Regions from separate parts of the Sus scrofa genome. Here all the other regions are linked to region 2. Evidence: chromatin contacts called from public Hi-C data. All regions are on one chromosome and are shown on one strand. The core of a region is the stretch at or near the end of the contact, and the rest is flanking DNA. Distances in the headings are between cores, read along the strand shown.

Evidence for each region. Hi-C and Micro-C count contacts between places; a contact is called where the count stands out from the background.
Region 1: a Hi-C map of liver shows a contact between it and region 2, with 1.9 times the contacts expected there. The contact joins two enhancer-like sites. A contact is called at or near these places in 4 of 47 Hi-C or Micro-C datasets (blood, embryonic fibroblasts and liver) and 1 of 2 datasets of contacts at active chromatin or transcription factors (skeletal muscle).
Region 3: a contact with region 2 is called in a Hi-C map of liver, with 8 times the contacts expected there. The contact joins the promoter of ST3GAL5 here to the enhancer-like site in region 2. A contact is called at or near these places in 2 of 5 promoter capture datasets (fetal liver and liver), 6 of 47 Hi-C or Micro-C datasets (alveolar macrophages, blood, embryonic fibroblasts and 3 more) and 1 of 2 datasets of contacts at active chromatin or transcription factors (skeletal muscle).

The regions. Positions count from the first base shown.
Region 1 is chr3:58,831,695-58,835,189 of Sscrofa11.1, forward strand. No RefSeq gene overlaps it. Among named protein-coding and RNA genes, the nearest start is that of ST3GAL5, 30 kb to the right of the region's middle. Within about 2 kb of position 2,232, at least 13 of the 83 cell types and tissues checked have an H3K27ac peak or open chromatin away from gene starts, as enhancers often do. A contact at or near this core is called in liver, where this site is marked.
Region 2 is chr3:58,753,205-58,756,649 of Sscrofa11.1, forward strand. It overlaps the pseudogene LOC110259988. Among named protein-coding and RNA genes, the nearest start is that of POLR1A, 85 kb to the left of the region's middle. Within about 2 kb of position 1,852, at least 14 of the 83 cell types and tissues checked have an H3K27ac peak or open chromatin away from gene starts, as enhancers often do. A contact at or near this core is called in alveolar macrophages and liver, where this site is marked.
Region 3 is chr3:58,861,064-58,864,342 of Sscrofa11.1, forward strand. It overlaps ST3GAL5 (lactosylceramide alpha-2,3-sialyltransferase), which reads left to right and starts at 1,921. Exons shown (of 7, transcript XM_021087293.1): 1 at 1,921-2,134. The coding sequence starts at 2,047.

The DNA of each region.
Region 1 (3,495 bases), core at 982-3,481, 79 kb after region 2:
ATCTGATTGGCTGTACTTAGTTACTATGTCTGTGCTCCTGTTGCTGGAAGTCAAGGGGAGCCCTTTACCCTCTTAGCCTCCAGGCTGAGACCCTCACACAAGGGCAGATTCCCCACAATTGGGAAGCTGTCCCAGATGCTACACAAACTATTAATCATTGCTCTGTCATTCTCTTCCAGCAGCAAATGTCAGGGACACGCAACTGAAAGGCTGCCAGCTTCCACTGCTGTGGGCCAAGCCTTTGCAAACCTGCTGTGGGTCAGTTCATTTAAAGCTGCCATCTTGGAGTTCCCATAGTGGCTCAGAAGGTTAAGAACCAGACATGGTGACTGTGAGGATGTGGGTCTAATCCCTGGCCTCGCTCAGTGAATTAAGGATCTAGCACAAGCTGCAGTGTAGGCTGCAGATGTTTCTGGGATCTGGTGTTGCTATGGCTCTGGCTTAGTCCAGCAGCTGCAGCTCTGATTTGACCCCTGGCCCAAGAACTTCTGTATGCTTCAGGTGCAGCTATAAAAAGAAAAAAAATTTTTTTTTTGTAGCTGCTATCTTTTCCAGATTTTTATTTGATAGGATGGTTTGCATTTTATGCAATTGGTTTTAAATCAGCTTTTTTTCCTAGCCTACTAATAGTGGCAGAAGTAAATGAGAAGTAAAGGAGAAGATGCTAGATATGGATGGTAGCAAAACCATTTACCCAGTCACAGTAGATTCGCCATGACAGGGCCTGGCATGAGATGGGCCTTTAATCCTCAGTTTTCCATTCATTCCTGGAACCTTCCTGGCATAGTGGTGAGGAAGGCAAGGTTGATTTTATGCTCAAAAACAGTGGGACTGGAAAGGACCTTAGAATTATCCAGTCCAGTTGTCTTAAAGCATTTTCAAAGCCATGGAATCCATGCTTTAAAGGAAATCTTCACGAAAGCCTAAATTCTAAAAATAGATCAAATAGGAGCCACTCTGGCTAAAGTTAGGTTGGGAGCCCAGGGCAGTGGAAGAATCACTGAGTCCAACTCCTGCATTAGAAGTGAGAAAACCCGGCTTAAAAATGAGGGTGACTTGCTCAAGGGCACACAGCCATTTAGCAGCAAAGTCAGCTCCCAGACCCAGACCTCTTAGGACTCCTCCTCCAGTCTCGTGTAGGTCAAACAGAAAGTGCCATTTCTATCCAAAGTTCTAGAAGACCTCGGAGTACAAGCAGCACATTGCTGAGACCCCTCTAACAGAGTGAAACAGAGCAGGGAGAGACAATCCCTCCCATGCTAGCATAGGCACATGTCAACTCTACTTCAGGAAGACCCGGTTGATTTATTGGTGATGCCCAAGGGGAGATGGGATGGCCCCAAGGATGTGTAATCCCATGGAAACAGCAGTGATGTCTGTGTGGTCAGGATCCCAGCAGGATGCAAAAGGCATCTCAAATGCAGGAGAGATTGAAGAAGTGATGCTGGAAAGATGGCACCAGAATCCGGGTTCTTGTTCACGGTGGTCAAAGAATGAATTCCGCGAACACACAGGCAGCAAGCAAAGTTTTTATTAAAGGAAAGCAGATAGCTCCCAGGGTTACTGGGGGTGGGTGGGGAGAAGAGCCCCCCTTTTCTCTATTGTCCTATAGGGGTTTTTATTCCTTAAAGTTGGGAGGGGGATATCAACGTGGGGTCCAGAGAGATGTGGTCTTCTCCCATTGGCCTTATTCAGTTACCCATATCAGTCCTTGTCCAATAAGGTCCTAGGGGTGGAAGTGTCCTGTAAGTCTCATAGTTTCTTTGACCTTTTCCTCCCGTAAACTGAGTCACAGGGGATTAGGGATTATGTCCATCTGGGCGTAGGTACACTCCCTACAGTAAACAAGCCCTGTGGGGATGTTGCTCCCTGGAGCCCTTAAGCCACAAATGTTACCCAATGGCCATATCAAAGAATGCCTCGAAGCCCATGCTCGTCCACTGACTACCTGAGCTAATATTCTGCCTCAGAAGGACCATTTACAAAGACGCAGATAGTGTTCACGGAAACCTACCAGGGGTGTTGAAGCATCACAGGGCTGGCAACAGCAGGAAGCCTTTACCTCTCCTAGACCTAATGGCACAGGCAAGGAAGTGGTTAGCAAATGGGCCACCTGATAAGAGCTGCAGATTTTGTCAGGGGAATCAGCCCACTCATTGAAAGAGGGAGCAGGAAATAAACATCCTGCCCTCAGTGACTTCTACTGGCTAAACAACACCAGAAGCCAGGGCAAAGTAGCCTGGATGAGGCAGTTCATAAAGGTTATAGCATTGCAGGACACAGAGCATGGCTGGGGAGGGTGGAGAGAGGAGCTGGAGGAGCAAGATAAGATATCCGTTACAGTGTGGTCCAGTGGAAGGAGCAGTGTGCAGCCAAATGTTTAAAACAGTTGATGAAAGCCTATTCACGAGCATACCTGCAGGCACTCCCAGAAATTCTCATGGGGCACGGGCACTTTGCAGGACTGGAAGTAGGGAAGAACTTGAGAAACAAGGTCATGAATGTGACCTCATTTGTACCTATGGGGCCCGTGGAGATTTGCATACTTCGTTACTGAAGCCCAACTCTAATGACGTTGGCAGTGGAAGGACATGTCTCAGTTGTAAGGACAGGTGAGGTCTGCAAAAGTCCGCTTTGCCCTTGGAGATCTTCTCATCTCCAGCACTTGCTACCATGGCAGCCTCGGAGGAGTGTGACTTCCTCTCTGGCTCTCACACCTGCATTCCTGCAATGCCATTACCATCCTAACTACCCAGGGTTAGGGCAGAGTCCACAGGCTATATTCACAGCCTCCAACAAGACTACTTTTGTGTCACATGCCAGCCACAAGTTCAGGGGTCCCCAAGCCACCCAGACTTCTAACCAACCGGCTACAAATGTGGGGCTTCTAGCTATACCCTCGGGTTGATGATTCACTAGAAGGACTCACAGAACTCAGGGAAATGCTATACTTACAATCTCAGTTTTATTATAAAAGATTCAAGTCAGGACCACCAAAATGGAGAGGCCCATAGGGAAAAGTCTGGGAGTTTCCATGTCCTCTCTACGTGGAATCTAGGTTCATCACCCTCCCATCCCAGCTCATTTATGTATTCACCAGCCAGGAAGTTCACCCAAGCCTCAGTGTCCAGAGTTTTTCTTGGAGTTTCATTATACAGGCTTGATGAGTGGAATCACTAGCCACATGACTGAACCCAATCTTCAGCACCCCTCCTGCCCCCCCACTCCTGACTCCCTCAATGATATCTCCTGACTCAAAGCCCCAACTTTGTAGTCACGTGGTCTGTCTTTCTGCCTGGCCAGCCCTCATCCGAAACTCTCTAGGACCTACCAGGAGTCACCTAATTAGCGTGAACTCAGGTGTGGTCCCAGGGCCCACTGTGAATCACAAAGACACTCCTGTCACTCAGAAAATTCCAAGAGTTTAGAAGTTCCATCTGAGGAATTCAGGACAAAAGCTGGGTAAATTCTTGTATAACAATATCCCGTAGCATG
Region 2 (3,445 bases), core at 602-3,101:
CTGATTCTAGGACCCCATCCCAGAGATTCCTTTTTTTTTTTTTTCTTATTTTTAGGGCTGCACCTGTGGCATGTGGAAGTTCCCAGGCTAGGGGTCGAATCAGAGCTGCAGCTGCCAGCCTATGCCACAGCCACAGCAACGATGGATCTGATCCTCATCTTCGACCTACACCACAGCTCACAGCAACGCCAGATTCTTAACCCACTGAGCAAGGCCAGGGATGGAACCCACAACCTCATGGTTCCTAGGCGGATTCGTTAACCACTGAGCCACGACGGGAACTCCAACCATCCCCTCCTGTTGGCGTGATAACTCTTCAACATTGGAGTCGTGGACGGCAAGTTTCCCTACGAAGATCTTAAGGTCTGATCCCTGCACTCAAAAAGCAGGAGTGCATGTGTGTGATAAAGCTCTCGTGGTGCCAAGGACGCAGTGGAGTTCAGAGGATGCCTTGATCAGCTTCACCTGGGGGGTTGGCAAAAAAAGAGACTGTGATGCTTCTGGCTAGAAAGCAGGAGGCTCACAGCTGCCCCTAGCCCAGCCCATTAAGGAGACTCTGCGTCTTCAACTTACAAGTTCCTACCAACTGGGCACCTGTGGGGGCAGGAGGAGGGGACACTGGACCAGCAAGAGTTTCAAGACGCAGCTCTGAGAAGTTTCCATTTAAAAAGCTAAGCTTGGAGTTCCGTCGTGGCGCAGTGGTTAACGAATCTGACTAGGAACCATGAGGTTGCGGGTTCGGTCCCTGCCCTTGCTCAGTGGGTTAACGATCCGGCGTTGCCGTGAGCTGCGGTGTAGGTTGCAGACGCGGCTCGGATCCCGCGTTGCTGTGGCTCTGGCGTAGGCCAGTGGATACAGCTCCAATTAGACCCCTAGCCTGGGAACCTCCATATGCCGCGGGAGCAGCCCAAAGAAATGGCAAAAAGACAAAAAAAAAAAAGCTAAGCTTGAGTTACTGAATGAGGATCATGCCTCCGGTTCTTGAAGCACCTCCTCCCTCTTTCCAGGAGAGGTAATCAGGAGTTCTGTTTTGTCTGGGACACATCCCCACTTAGGAAAGGCCAGAACCTGGTCCCAGGGGATAGGGCTGAGCACCTCATCTCGCCTGGGCTGCCCTTGGGTGTCCTTAGAGCTGTTGAGCCTTTGGTGGTGGTTGTTTTGTTTGTTTTGGCCATGGCATGTTGCGGCTTGACGTAGGATCTCGGTTCCCAGACCAGGCATTGAACCCTGGGCCACAGCAGTGAAAGCAATGATTCCTAACCACTACACCACCAGAGAGCTCCCGGAGCTGCTCAGCCTTTGAGTAAATCGAGGAACCCAAGAGTTTGGGCTCAGAGGCCTGGAAGGCACATTTCAACCTAAAAAAATCCCACCCACGCCCTTCCTCTTCTCGTTCTGCACCCACCCAACCTTGCCCACTGCACCAGGCCCCCAAAGATGCAGGCCCTGCCTTCACAGATCTTGTGATCTGGGGCCCCAAACATGCAAGCAACAGGAAATTCAGCCCCTTGTGGTCTGGCTAGAGGTTGAGGAACCCACCAGGCATCATGCCAACCTGTGCCCTACCCCTGCCACTCCAGATAGGGACAGCGTGCACCCAGCTGGCTCTAGGGGGCTTTGGGGAGGGGGCCGAGTGGGGAGGGAAGTGAATCCAATCAGGAGTCCAGTCCTCGCCACCCTCCTCATGAGTCTGCTTCCACCCTAGTCGCTTTACCTACTCTCCTGAGTATAGGAGAGGCCGCCCTGTGGTTCAGCCTTAGGCCTTTCTTTTCGAGCAGCGGTCAGCCCTGCTCAGAGGTCAGGCGACCCTGCTGGCTGCTGCTTTCTGGACTGGTTTCCCAACACTGTCGTCTCAAGGAGCCAAGCCGGCCCTGGGCCTGTGGCCTCACATGTGATAGTTTCAGGAACCCTAGGCCCTGGTTCCCCTTCCTTGACCCATGGTTCTTGCCTGGAAGCGTGAACCTAAAGTCCCCATGCATTCAACCGGTCAGACCTCAAGAACGTCCTTGAGCAGCGTGGCTGCCTTTCAGGCAAGAAACTGAGCCGTAAGGAGTTCCTGCTGTGGCGCAGTAGGTTAAGGACCTGGCATTGTCTCCATGCCAGCTCAGTTTTGATTCCTGGCCACCACAGTAGGTTAAGGATCTGGTGTTGCTGGCATAAGTCAAAGCTGTGGCTCAGATTCAATCCCTGGCCCAGGAGCCTGCCAAAAAAAGAGAGAGAAAAAGAAAGAAACTAAGCCGTGAAATTGGATTCCTCTTGGAATCTTGGGTCCTCTGCTGACAGCTACTTGTTCTTTCTGTGCATCAGTTTCCTTGTCTATAAAATGGTCTTTAAAATTATGGAGCGCCTGTTGTGGCTCAGCAGATTACAGACCCGTCTACTATCCATGAGGATTCATGTTCGGTACCTGGCTTCGCTCAGTGGGTTCGCTCAGTGGGTTAAGGATCCGGCGTTGCCGGGAGCTGTGGTGTAGATCACAGACATGGCTCAGATCCCACATTGCTGTGGCTCTGGCGTAGGCAGCAGCTGCATTTCCAATTTGACCCCTAGCCTGGGAACCTCCATATGCTGCAGGCACAGCCCTAGAAAATAAGTATTCACAAAAGTATGTGCAGCTATATGTGTTTACCTATATACCAAGTCGTTTTTAGTGAGGGTAGGGGGCAGTTTTGCCCCCCTGGACGTTTGGCAGTGTCATCTCTGGGTATTAAACAGGAGAGGGGGGTGTTCAAGTCATTTAGCGGGGAGAGACCAGAGATGCTGCTGCATATCCGATAATATAGGGGCAGCCCCTGCAATAAAGAATTACCTCCCCTTTCTCCTGGCTGGCAGCACAGGGGCCCCATGATGCCTGGAGTTACTGTAAAAGGCGTGAACCAGTGGGAGTCTGGAGCTCTGCCAGCCTTCCTCAAGAGGTCCAGGAAGCTGAACGGCCCTGAATGGGTGGACCCTGTCAAGCTGGCCAAGCATACAAAGCCGACGCCCTGTGATGAGAACTGGGTCTTCTGCAGCACAGCAGCTGGACCTCCGGGGCCGCGCTGGGGACCCCTCCATCACTAGGATCTTTGGGGGATGTCAGAGAAGCAGTGTCCTGCTTGACCACTCAGCACAGGCTCCAAGAATGCCACCGGGTCCTCCAGGTCCTGGAAGGGCTGAGAATGGTGGAAAAGGACCAAGATGGGGGCTACAAATGGGCACATCTGGAACAGAGAGATCTGGACAGAATCACTTGGCAGGTGGGAGCTGCCAACAAGAAGCATTACAACAAGTGATGCTGAGTTAATAAATTGCCTCATTTGTAAAAATAAATAAATAAATAAATAAATAAATAATCAAAACATCCAGCCCTAAACATCAGTGGTGTGGAATTTGAAAAACCCTGCCACATACACATAAGGGGAGGGGTGTCAACTATTTCTTTTAAGAAACAGAATCACTTGCATTT
Region 3 (3,279 bases), core at 671-3,170, 110 kb after region 2:
TGTGAGTGGAGTGAATGAGGGAGTGGGGAGGTTGAGCTTAACAGTTGTCCCATTAAGACAGGCTGGGGCAGGAGGCAGTGTCAAGCTCCCTTTCTCCCTTTCTCCTACTTAACTCACACTCTTCCCAGCCCGGGTACTGCTGACTCACATGGCAGCCTTAAAGGGTGTCTGGGCCTTGCCTGCCTGAGGGCAGGCTGAAGTGCAGAGGTGCACGGATGAGGGTTCAGCCCCCAACAGGAAGACAGTGGCGGTCAGGTCTCACTATGGCTCTGTTAGTGGTAGATTAACTGCAAGGTTAACCGTTCCTGCTCTAAATAAATACCTTCAAACAAGGGCTGGCTTTATGGACAAGGAGGATCTGGGAGAAATGGGCTGGTCTCCAAGGGAGAGGAAGTGAGGTGCTCAGCATTCCCCTTGCAGCTGTCACTAACCCCACGGAGCCAGGCCGCTGCTCTGCTGGTCAGCCTTGGCCAACACACTGGATTTTGATCTCCTAGTGACAGCTTTTTCACCAGTATTTTCAAAATGCTCAAGTGTCGTCACCTTAGATAATCCAGAAACATTTTTATGACAAAATCCTTTTGGGAGGCGTGAAGGGAGAATCCTTCCACCCTTTCCTTTCCAAGATTTCCCTCCTGATCTTTTTTTCTTTCTTTCTTTTTTTCTCTTTTTAGGGCCATGCCTGTGGCATGTGTATGTCTCCAAGCTAGGGGTCAAATCAGAGCTGCTGGCCTATGCCATAGCCACAGCCACAGCAACGCGGGATCTAAGCTGCATCTGTGACAGCTCACGGCATCGCTGGATACTTAACTCACTGAGCAGGACCAGGGATTGAATCAGCATCCTCATAAACACTAGTCTAGTTTTTAACCTGCTGAACTACAAGGGAACTCCTCCCCCCTGATCTTTGTTACTCAGATAACACTTTTTTTTTTTTTTTTTAGCACCCCATCCCCGCTGAGGGACAAACACAGACATCTTCAAACCCTGTTTGGAGCTGTGCAAACTGAGTGCAAGCTGTTGCAAAAAAGAGTGATAAGACTCTCAGTTCGTAGAGACATATTTGGCTCAATGTCTAGAATCTTCTTTATCAAGCAAGGACCTAACAGGCACCACAGGCACATGACTGTGATTGCTCTGTATATGTCCAGCAACCCGAAAGAAAATTCTGAAAGCAGACCAACTTCACCGACTTTACTGGAGAGTCAACAAGTCCGATGGCACAGCAATGTCACAGGCACATTCTACACACCTGGCCGTTGAAAGAAAGAACATATCCGTCCTTTCAAGTCTTTTAAATTCCTGAACTTGGGGATTCACCAATATTCACGCTTTAAAAATTGTATGCCATTTGCTCTCCAGAATCAAGGGGGATTCCAGAGGTATGGAAATGGGCGCTCCAGGCGCAGGTTCTGATCCTGGTTCTGCCACTAATTGCCCCAGTGACTCACCTTTGCTCTTTGGGTCTCAATTACCCAGCTGTGAAACTAGTAATCTCTCGCTTTTCTGTTCTGCACATCCCCAGCCGCACTCAGGTTTCCCTGCTTGTCTCCAGGGCCCTAGAACTCCAAAGCTGCTTTGCCTGGGGGTCGGTCCTGTAGAATAAAGCACGTGACTACATAAAGCCGGTTCATTCAGCGGCTCCGCAACTACGAGTCCTCCCCTCAGTAATCTTCTAGAACCAGTCTAAATACACCTCTTCTTAGTGCCTCCACAGTCTAACCGCACAGAGATCCAAAGGGCGGTGGGTACCCGGGACCCCCCATGCCGCACACAGCTCCGCGCGTGTCCGGCTGGGGGCGCCCCCTCCCCTTTACCCGGCAGGGTGGAGGGTTGCGTGTTCTGGGAGCCGGGCCGCCCCGGGAGCACTCACGCGCTCTGATTGGTCTCTGGCGTACTCGTGACTCCGGCCCCGCCCCACGCCCCTCCTCCGCATCTGAGCCAGGGAGCTGATGGTCCTGGACTGAATGGGCGCGAGCGCGGCGTCGGGGGCGGGCGGGGGCGCGGGGCCAGGGACTGGCGGCCCGCGGGCTCCCGCTCCCTAGTATGCGGACGAAAGCGTCAGGCTGCACCGAGCGGCGTCCCCTGCAGCCGCAAACCGAGGCGGCGGAGGCGGCGGCACCTGCCGGCCGAGGTACGTGGCGCAGCCCCCTCCTTGGCGTAGCGGGGCCCGCCGGCCGGGGGCGGCGGCGGCGATCTGTCCCTGTTCCAGTGCGGCTGGGCCTGGCGGCTCCGTCCCAGCCCCCATGGGCAGCGCCCAGGACCCACTTCCCCCAAACGCGTCTCGCGGGCTGAGAGCGGTGGCCTCCCGCGGAGTGGACGGGCTGGGGGCGCCGCGGCCCGCGCAAGTGTGAACACGAAGGAGGCAGAGGGGTGAACGGCCGGGCTGTGGGGTTCGGCTGCGGTGGCGCTTTTCTCCTCTGTCTTCTGCAGCGGCTTGGGGTTTAATTCATTGCTGGAAGCTTCTGAACCTGGAAAGCCAAGTTAACTCATTTCCCCAGGACAGCATTCGGGGGCCCTCTGTGGCCAGCAGCTCCGGAAACTGACCTTTGCATCCTTCGGGAGGGTGTGAGGTGTGGTGTCTGCAGGTAGAAATTCGCCAGTGACCTTGCCTGTCACCTCCCTGCGGCCAGCCCAGCGGGAGACACGTTTTGGTGACCTTTAGTTTCTCTTGAATTGGAAGCAGCTGCCTTGACGTGAGCAGCTGCCTTCACATGTGCCTCTAGTGTGTAAGTAAGGCAGGATTTTCGGGGAAGATTTTTGGAGAGCATGTCGGAGGAGCCTGCAAATAGGAAGACGTGGGGTCCTGCCTTAACTCCACACCAGGTGACCTTGGCCAACACTTATATCCCTGTGGAACACCGTCTTCAGTCTGTACCGGTAGGCTTGGCCAAGGTCCTTTTCAGGCCCCTGGTTCCGAGGTTCTGACCACAGAATGTCTTTCCCAGTGAAGAGGATCCTGCAGAATCATTGGCTGCCATGAAAGACAAATTTTATGTCCTCATGTCTCACTTCATGTCTGTGGCCTTTGCTTAATTAGATGTCATTCATTTACAAGGGAAAATGGTTTTGCCTGCTGCCCTTCATCTGGCACCTTTGGGTTGTCTGCTCATTGGGCCAACCACAGAGCTGGGTGTTGGGGTTACAGAGAGGAAGGAGACTCCTCTCCCACCTGCGGATGTTAAACCTGAGCCCTCCTCTTGGTTTATGACTGGTAATCCTCCTCTGCGGAAGGATGCATGTCCTGAAACTGGAAGAAGAATCTGGTGTCTGCTGAGT